Regions from separate parts of the Cricetulus griseus genome. Here region 2 is linked to region 1. Evidence: chromatin contacts called from public Hi-C data. All regions are on one chromosome and are shown on one strand. The core of a region is the stretch at or near the end of the contact, and the rest is flanking DNA. Distances in the headings are between cores, read along the strand shown. Region 1 holds the start of C4H21orf91 (protein EURL homolog). Region 2 overlaps C4H21orf91 (protein EURL homolog).

Region 1 (4,208 bases), core at 760-3,259:
ACAGGAACTCAAGCATGGCAGGAAGCTTAAGGCAGGAACTGAACCTTGGAGGGGCGTTGCTTAAAGGCCTGTTCCTTGTGGCTTGTTCAGCCTGCTTTCTTACAGAACCCAGGATCACCAACCCATGGGTGGCACAACCTACAATGTTCTGGGCCCGTTCCCATCAATCACAAATTAAGAAAATGTCCTACAGGCTTGTGTATATTCTGGTCTTATGGTTCCATTTTCTTAATTGAGGTTCGGGCCTCTCAGGTGACTTTAGCTTGTGTTGAGTTAATATAAAACTAGCTAGCACAGAGCACACGTGGGTTTTACAGAAAATTTATTATGGATTCATATGTAGGAGCTTTAAGAGGTAGAGGAAGGGTAGAGAGGGAGAGAGACAGAGAAAAAGAGAGGAGACAGAGAGAGAGAAAGGGGAATTAGTCCTGCAGAGCAGGGTGGCATCCTATGAAATCAGGTAGAAGGAAGCATTAAGCTGTGGTTCTGGGTTTTTAAAGGACTTCTGGAAGAATGTGGGGTGAGGTATGGGGAAAGGAAAGACTTGGTAATTGCCCAACCATGAATTGTCTAGGTCCACCCTCTCTATTTCAGTCACCTAGTGACTATATCCTCTAGACAGAAGAGCTCCTTTGGAGATGACAATGGAAACAGGGACCAGAACCTGTCTTTCCTAGTCTCCAGCAAGACATTTCCAGGACTCTTGCTCTGGGACCTGTGATGACTATTCTTGGTTGTCAGCTGGACTACATCTGGAATTAACTAAAGCCACCGGGTACACCTATGAGGGAATTTTCTTAATTAAATCATTTGAAGTGGGAAGACCTACTTTAGTCCCAGTCTTTTAGGGGATTGATCCAACTATAAACTGGGCCACCCCTTCTGCTGGCAGCCAGTATAAAGAACATGGAAGAAGGAAGCTTTTGCTCTTTGCCTGCTTGCCTTTCTCATGCTGATGAGTTCATCCCTTCACTGACATTAGCCTACCTCTTCAGGGTTCTGGCATATTCTGAAGATTAACTGAGATGCCCAGCCTCATGTACAAACACGAAATTGTTGGACTTGCCATTGGTAGACAGCCACTGTGGGACTAGCTGGACCACTGCCTATAAGCCACTCTAGTACAGCTCCTTTCCATATAGAAAGATTCATCCTATCAGTTCTGTTCCTATAGAGAACCCTGGCTAATATAGGCTCCTCGCCCCACCTGACCAGTCTCTATTGTCTGTTCTTATCATAAAGACAAAGACTATATGATATGGGAAGAAAGAGTCATGCAGGCAGAAGAGGCTGGGTTCCCTGGACTAGTATCATTGTGTGTTCCCTGCTGTGCTCATTCTCTCTGCAGCAACAGAACTGGAGTGCACAGAGCTGCGGAATCAGTCACAGCAAACAAAATCAGCAGCTCAGTGTTGCTGTGTAAACTTAACCTCAAAATACAGAAACAAAATACAGTTCAAAACTTTCTTGATTTCACACTCTACATAAAGTAAAAAGTCCATCAAGGCACAGTATAATAAATAGTAAATAGAAAATAGAAACAGGCAGAGGTACAAAGGCATAGGCACAAAAGAGACAAGTGACGGAGTTGTGTGAGATGTTTTCTACTCATGTCCAAAACCGAAACAACAACAAGCAATGTAACATTTGTCCCAACGAGCAATCTGCTGAATCAATGAGTTATCGGGATTGCTAACTGGAGCATGGGTGAAGGGTTACCTACAGGAACAAGGATGACTCAAAGGCAGGTTGAGTCACCAAAGGCCCTGCCCAATGTGGGTGATGACTCATGGAAGCTGCAACCCTGGAGCTCTCTGAACTATCTGCAGGCAACTCAGCAGCCCGGAATGTCTTTTCTACAAGCCAGTTGGCCAGAGTCTGTCCCTGCAGCTGTGGTTTGCTACAGTAATCTTAGGCCCTCTCTTATCTCTTGTAAATGTCGGTTGTTGGAAACATGTGAAGTTTGTGTGCTTCCCGAATCTCAGGGGCCTCCCCTTCCTTCCTGGAAGGAATGTTTCAATTCTGAGAAAACTGCTGGAGAAGGCTAAAAAGAGGTGAAGAAAATGTTCTTAGAAAAGGAAACCATATGAGGTTTCAGAAGCTGAATGAATGATCATCAAAAGGAAAGCGACAGTGATTCACCACAAGTAAGATACAGACACCAAAGAGTATCCAGTTTGCTCTTATTTTAGAATAGTATAGTAAGAGATTCTTCAAACAGAACTCTATTCTCTGGTATCAAATAATATGTCTGCAAAACAGAAAATATTCTAATATGTTATCATTCCAGTGTACAGATAATTTATTGTATACTCGATATAATGAGGGAAAATATAGTACTGTTCAACCATGAATAGTAAGAGGCGACAGTGACTTTCAAAGATAAATTTGTGAAATTATTGTTTTTGTCCTTGGTCTAGAAAATAGAGACCAGACGGCTGCAAATATTTGTTTCTAAGATGAAAAAGAAAAAGAAACGTGTTTTTACTCTATCCAATCTCAAGATCTTCAACAAATTTTATTTCTCAAATGTATAAGGAAGCATTTGATATTGCTAATGGACTATTTTAATTCACTGTCTTCTCCACTAAACATGTCCCCATTGAGAATAACGTGTATTTTTGAGAACTGTTGTTTTACACATTGTTTACAATTGTTTCATGATTTTAATTCAAGCAGAATTATATCACTTCCCCCCTCCTTTCTCATCCCCCCCCCAGTCATTGCTCCTTCACCCCCTCCCACCCACGCCCAGGCTGCTAGCCTCTTTTTCTTTGATTTACTACTGTTAAGGCACTCTCAAGGGGAGCGAAAGCATTCCTGGTACGGAAAAGCCTTGGGCCTAGAAAGATTATGGACCTAAGGGAGGAATCCACTTTGCTAGAGCAGCATAACTCCTTGCTGCATTCTAAAGCTTATCATTGTAATTCTTGCCCAAAGACTATTTTGTAGCATTCTCTTTAGCTGGCAGCTTAAATTGGGTAAGTTTTCTACTATCTCAACAGCATTGTCTCCGGTTGCTTTATTCAGGTACAACTCAAAATTAATCTAAAAAACAAAAACCTAAAAGGAATACTTTTGGTTCATAGTCAAGTCAATCATGTAAATTAATGGTGTGGCCTGAGGGATTCTAGAAAGATCATCTGCCCAACTGTATTTCATCTACTTGGCAGGGTACCAAAGATGTCCTACCAGAAACTCATACCTTTCAGAATCCAAAGTCCGCTGGCCATTACTAATTCTATACTAGCCTTCCAGTGCCCCCTTTGATAGAGACATTAAAAGAGGTTATCAAAGAACAACTCTAAGCAACATTTCCTAACAGGTATTTGATACAGGAGTAGAGGCTTTCATGATCAAATAAGCTCAAAAATAATGAACACTATTTCCATATCTTAGAAAGCCACAATTTGTATTAGCATGTAAAACACTTGGAAAAGTCTGACAATTTTAAAAGAAAGAATTCTAAGCTTTTAGAAAACTTAACAAGTGCAAAAATGAGTTGATTATCATGATTCATATGGCTATTAGAAGAACTGTAACAGCAGAGAGTAAGGCAAAACAAAAATACATAATTGGATTGAGTTCAGAATGAGACATGTGCTTGACTAAGAAAATGTTGCTAGTGAATATTAATTTAGCTCAAACTGAAAAGGTGGACACATTTTTCCATTTGACTGCTCCTAGGGGTTGATTTATACAGCTTTTATTTTATCAGAGGTGTATCCTCATATAGTTACAGTCTTTGACATGTAAGATTGTGTCACTGTTATCTAAAGACAACACGGGAAACTATCGTATGATATACGTATGAAATTCCAGAGCTTGCTATGAAGGGTATCAAGAACGGACACCATACTGGAAAAACAACTTCTCAGAACTTAGTACTAGAGACAAAGTTTCTTTTGCCCCAAGGAACTGAGAAACGTCCTCCTTTCTGCAGAGCAGCAATAGGTCTTCCTACTGGCTTTGATTGCCAGGAAGCTCAAGACTAAATGTCAGAACAAGTACTGCAGCTACTCCAAACTTTGATTAATGCCTCTTCTGGTCATGATACCAAATTCCCCATTCCCCATTAGTTTATTGTGTATGCTTGTCAGGATCCTGCACAAATACACTTGAGACTGGGAAAGGGGAAAGGTTAAGATACAGAAAGACAAATAAAGATGAGAAATGACTGGTTGTGTCTCTGAAGAACCTAACATTTA
Region 2 (4,208 bases), core at 761-3,260, 43 kb after region 1:
GCTTCTCTGTGTAGTATATCTATTGTCTGACTTCCCTAATTTCTTGTCCTTTCATGGGAATGCAGGTTAATTCAGCTCCTGAATCTTTCCAGCAAGAAAAACCTGTAATTTGCCTTAGTGAAGAACAGATGAGCCCGGTGCCTACCTCTACTGTCCCTCCATCCTGTGTTTGAGACCCTAACCTTGTTCATCACTAGTTGGTGTTAAATCCTTGTTTCTGCTTAAGAGCCGGAAATGATTGTTTATTGTTTAAGGTCCTCTTCCTCCACACCCTGCTTTGAATGCCAGCATCTTTCCACTCAAGCAGACTGACCCACTGCTTGAGGCCAGGAAGCAGCGAACACAGCCTAACATCAGCCGGTTTCTCTCGTTTCCCATCCTGTGGTGGCAACACTACATATTAAGGTTAACCAAAAATAGTGGGGAGAGACGCTCAGCCCTTAATAGTACTTGCTGCTTTCACAGAGGGCCCTGTTTTGATTCCCAGCACCCACAGGGTGGCTCACAGCCATCTGTAACTCCACTTCTGAAAGAGGTGATGCCATCTTCTGTGGGCACCAGGCACATACGATACACACACATTCTTGTATGTTGACACCTAGCTATTGTTCAGGTGAGAACTAGACTTGGTGGCATGCACCTTAGTCCTGGTGCAGCAGAAGCAGAGCCATGAGAATCCCGGGTTTCACTGATCAGCCAGTCCAGCTAGTCGATGAGTTCCACATTCAGTGAAAGACCCTGTCTCTTAAAATCGGGTAGAGTGATTGGCCTGGACGCTAGCTTGCGGCTGCACAGATGTGTACTCTGTACATATACATACCCAAAAAGAAATTGAGTTAGGAACTCTGGAGTTGGTAACAGAAGCCCCAAGCCTTGGTGTATGTCTGTTTCACTTTCCTTAACACATAGTTTCCATCTTCAGGCTTGTGTCACAAGCCAGGGGCACTGAGGTTAGAAGACCATTGTGTCACCATTGCCTCCTGTGTGGAAAAGGAGCTTTCCCTGAGTTCCACCAGCCAATTTCCTGCCCTTACATTCAGAATGTTTAAGAGTTGCTGGCTCCAGATAAAATTGATGTTTTACAAAGAAAGGTATAGTGTATATTGAGTAGGCAACTAATAAAATGGGTCACACAAATACTTTTTTTTTCCCCAGTACTAAAGATTTCACTATAGTGAAGGCAAACTGTTTCCATTACAGTTGAGACCAATTAGTGTTCAGATGAATCCTCTAGCCTTGGGGCTGAACTGGATGAGAGTTCAGTGGATAATGGGTTGTACTCTGAAGACCAACATGCAGCCATACCTAAAGTGGGCTTGTCAGAAAGCTGTAAGGATTTTCAATTTTTTTGACCTATCTCAGTCCATAGAATGTCATAATTAATCCAACTCCCCAGGAAGAGTGCCCCAGATATTTATTATTAGATTAGAATGAATGAAATTAAGCCCAAGTGATTTAGTGTATGTTAAGCAGGGACTCTTCCCTGGCTTTTCTCTGCCTCTGTTCAGAGGAGACCAGTGGCCTACTCCCCTTGCCCTGGGTATTCTTGTAGAGACTGCGGGCAGGCAGCTGAGAGTGAGAGCCTTCACTCCGACACTCTCTGGAATTGAGCACCTAGGCCAGGTCTTCTATTGTGACCTTGCCACTTTCTATTTGGCTTTCCTTCTCGAGATACCAAGGCCAACACTGCTGTCTCGATTGCCAGTTGTCACCTCCAAGACAGGCTTCATGGTTTTCCTTCTTAGTCTTGATGTATTATGCCAGAGTATAAGTTAACAAGCCCAACTGTCATCATTGTCATTCATCCAGCAATGCCAGCCATGGAGCATAGGTCTGTTTCTTTGTCCCGATGGTTAGAATGGCACTGCACAGTGGTTGGTGCTGAGCTGGGTGACAAGGAGCATGGTACTCTGTACCATTGAGGTCCCAAGCTCCACAGAGTGATATATACTCCAGAGCCAGGTGGAAATCCCCACTACTGCGAGACCGAGCAAGTTCCTCATCTGCACTGTTCAGTTTGTCTAGAAGTTCATGCTCATCTACATATGCAACAGGAAATGACTAATGTTTCCTCTCATTTAGTGAGAATCTGTAGCAAAAACGCCGTAGACCTGAGCGGGGAAACTGGAAACCCTTTCCTTATGAACTGATTTTTAACTATAGTCTAGCAGTTGTAGCACAAACATGTAAATTTCTCCCATGTTAGCCAAATAGAAGTAACTTCATCGTCTTTGTATGTGATATAATGAAGGCCCTGAAGTAAGTAAAGTTACCCTCCAGTGTCACATAAATATAAAAGACAGCCAAGGGCCTTTGGTGCCAGGTCTCTGGTGCCAGAGATGTTAGACCTACAGTCCCTGGGTAAAGAGTGTTTCTTTGACGTTCTTACTTTTACATTGGTTTAACTGTACATCCAACCCCTCTGGTAGTGACACCTTCTCTATGGTGGTGACATTCGGTTTGTAATAGCAGCGCCTTCCCTGTGATAGAGACATTCTCTCTGGGACAGTGGTACCCTCCCTGTGATGGTTACACTCACTCACTAGGATAGTGTCACTGTGTTGTGAGTTTTCCCATTCTCTCTGATGGGTCGGTCCTTCAGGCTGCTTTGTAGTGTGTTGTATGTGTTTTGTTCGCTGAAACAATACTGGTATGTTTTGCCCGAGCCCTCCTAGCCTCACCCCTGGTCTTTGTGCGGTGTACATGAAACTGTCTAGCTGATCACCTGCTGTCTCTCTCCCTCCCCTCAAATTGCCTACATTTGCAGCTAATTTTAGACATCTTCACTATATCCCGTGAACACCTGAGCCTGCATGTCTAAAGGTAGATTTTTCTACACCATATGTCATTTTGGAATGACTGGATGAAATAACTGAAATCCTCCCTGTCTCGCAAACCAAAAGTATTGCCGTTGGAGATGAAGTATGGAGGTGGTAAGGGCTTACACACCTTGCTGAATTATGCAAGAGGGCATTTCCACAAAACGACTGTGCCTGTTAAAATCCTTTAAGAAGTTAAATTCCTCAGCTGGGCTGAGGCTCATGGAACACAATAGTTGAGGCGGGAAGATTTAGTGCACTTGAAACCAGCTCAGACTCAGAGCCTGCGTCACGCAAACAGAAACATTCCTTCAAATGAGCAGCCTGCTCGCCCTGCCTCCCACCACCACCTCCCTTAAGTTCATTGTCTTCTCTTGTTTCGGGACAGGATTTTGCTATGTAGCTCTGGCAGGCTGAAACTCACTAGGCAGACCAGTCTGCCTCTGCTTCCCACCAATGGGGACGAAAGATGCGACATCAATATTGTTCTTTGTATTGCGCCCTCCTCTTGGTGGCCATGTGTCCACTTCACTGCTGTAGGGACTTGCTTGTGTGTTTGTCCCCTGCACCCTCCCCTTTCCCTGGGTGATTCCATAATGACTAGGTGGGAGTCTGTTTGATTTACTGGCAGGTGTTCAGCCGTCACAGAAGGACTAGCAGAGCAGTTCAGTGAAGGTGGGATTATCATTATCTTCCCACACTACTAAATTAATACCAGGTACTCTGTCATTTAAAAATCGGGTTTTTTTGTTTGTTTGTTTGTTTGTTTCGTTATGCAACAAGTTGGTTTCCCTTAGCTTTCTGTTTGGTTAGCCCAAAGTTATTTTTACCCTAGAATTATGAGAATGTAGTTATGACAGATAACCACACTACATAAAGATGTTTATCCCACCTAAGATAAAACGTTAAGTCGGTGTTTGCTGCTGCAGCATTATTAATAGGTTTCTTCATCTCCATTGCACACTTGTTATAAACAGAAATATTTATAGCACTGTGGTCAAAATAAGGAGAAGCTAAATTGTCTGCTGTTAAAATGCCACATTTGAGTGGTTCACATTGGTCTGAACTACAAGGTAAAATTTTAGCTTTTGACAGCAGAGTTAAAGAATCTTAGAAAAATCCTTAAAAAATACTTACCTGGAGCTTGAGAGTCAGTGATTCAAACATAAGCTGTTCTATAAGTAGTCTGGGGTCTCTTCATCTTTTCTTACCTGTAAGAAAACCAGTTTCTCAGTCTGAACCTTAACTGGGAAGATGGTGATTGAGAAGACAAAAACAGTTGAGACAGTTACTGAGACTCTTGCTTCTGGATCCACTACATCTGGCTGGCTTGTCTCCATTGATGTGGTTGCTGCTATTTTCAGGCTGTCTTCGAATAACATTCATCTT

Evidence for each region. Hi-C and Micro-C count contacts between places; a contact is called where the count stands out from the background.
Region 2: a Hi-C map of liver shows a contact between it and region 1, with 1.9 times the contacts expected there. The contact joins the enhancer-like site here to the promoter of C4H21orf91 in region 1. A contact is called at or near these places in 4 of 8 Hi-C or Micro-C datasets (the CHO-K1 cell line, fibroblasts and liver).

Annotation. Positions count from the first base shown.
Region 1 is chr4:16,861,103-16,865,310 of CriGri-PICRH-1.0, forward strand. It overlaps C4H21orf91 (protein EURL homolog), which reads left to right and starts at 2,010. Exons shown (of 5, transcript XM_035444371.1): 1 at 2,010-2,147. The coding sequence starts at 2,110.
Region 2 is chr4:16,903,796-16,908,003 of CriGri-PICRH-1.0, forward strand. The region is part of intron 2 of C4H21orf91 (protein EURL homolog); the gene reads left to right. LOC107978585 (a long non-coding RNA gene) reads right to left here. Exons shown (of 4, transcript XR_004769853.1): 3 at 4,112-4,208; 4 at 379-4,030. Among named protein-coding and RNA genes, the nearest start is that of C4H21orf91, 43 kb to the left of the region's middle. Within about 2 kb of position 2,011, at least 2 of the 6 cell types and tissues checked have open chromatin away from gene starts, as enhancers often do.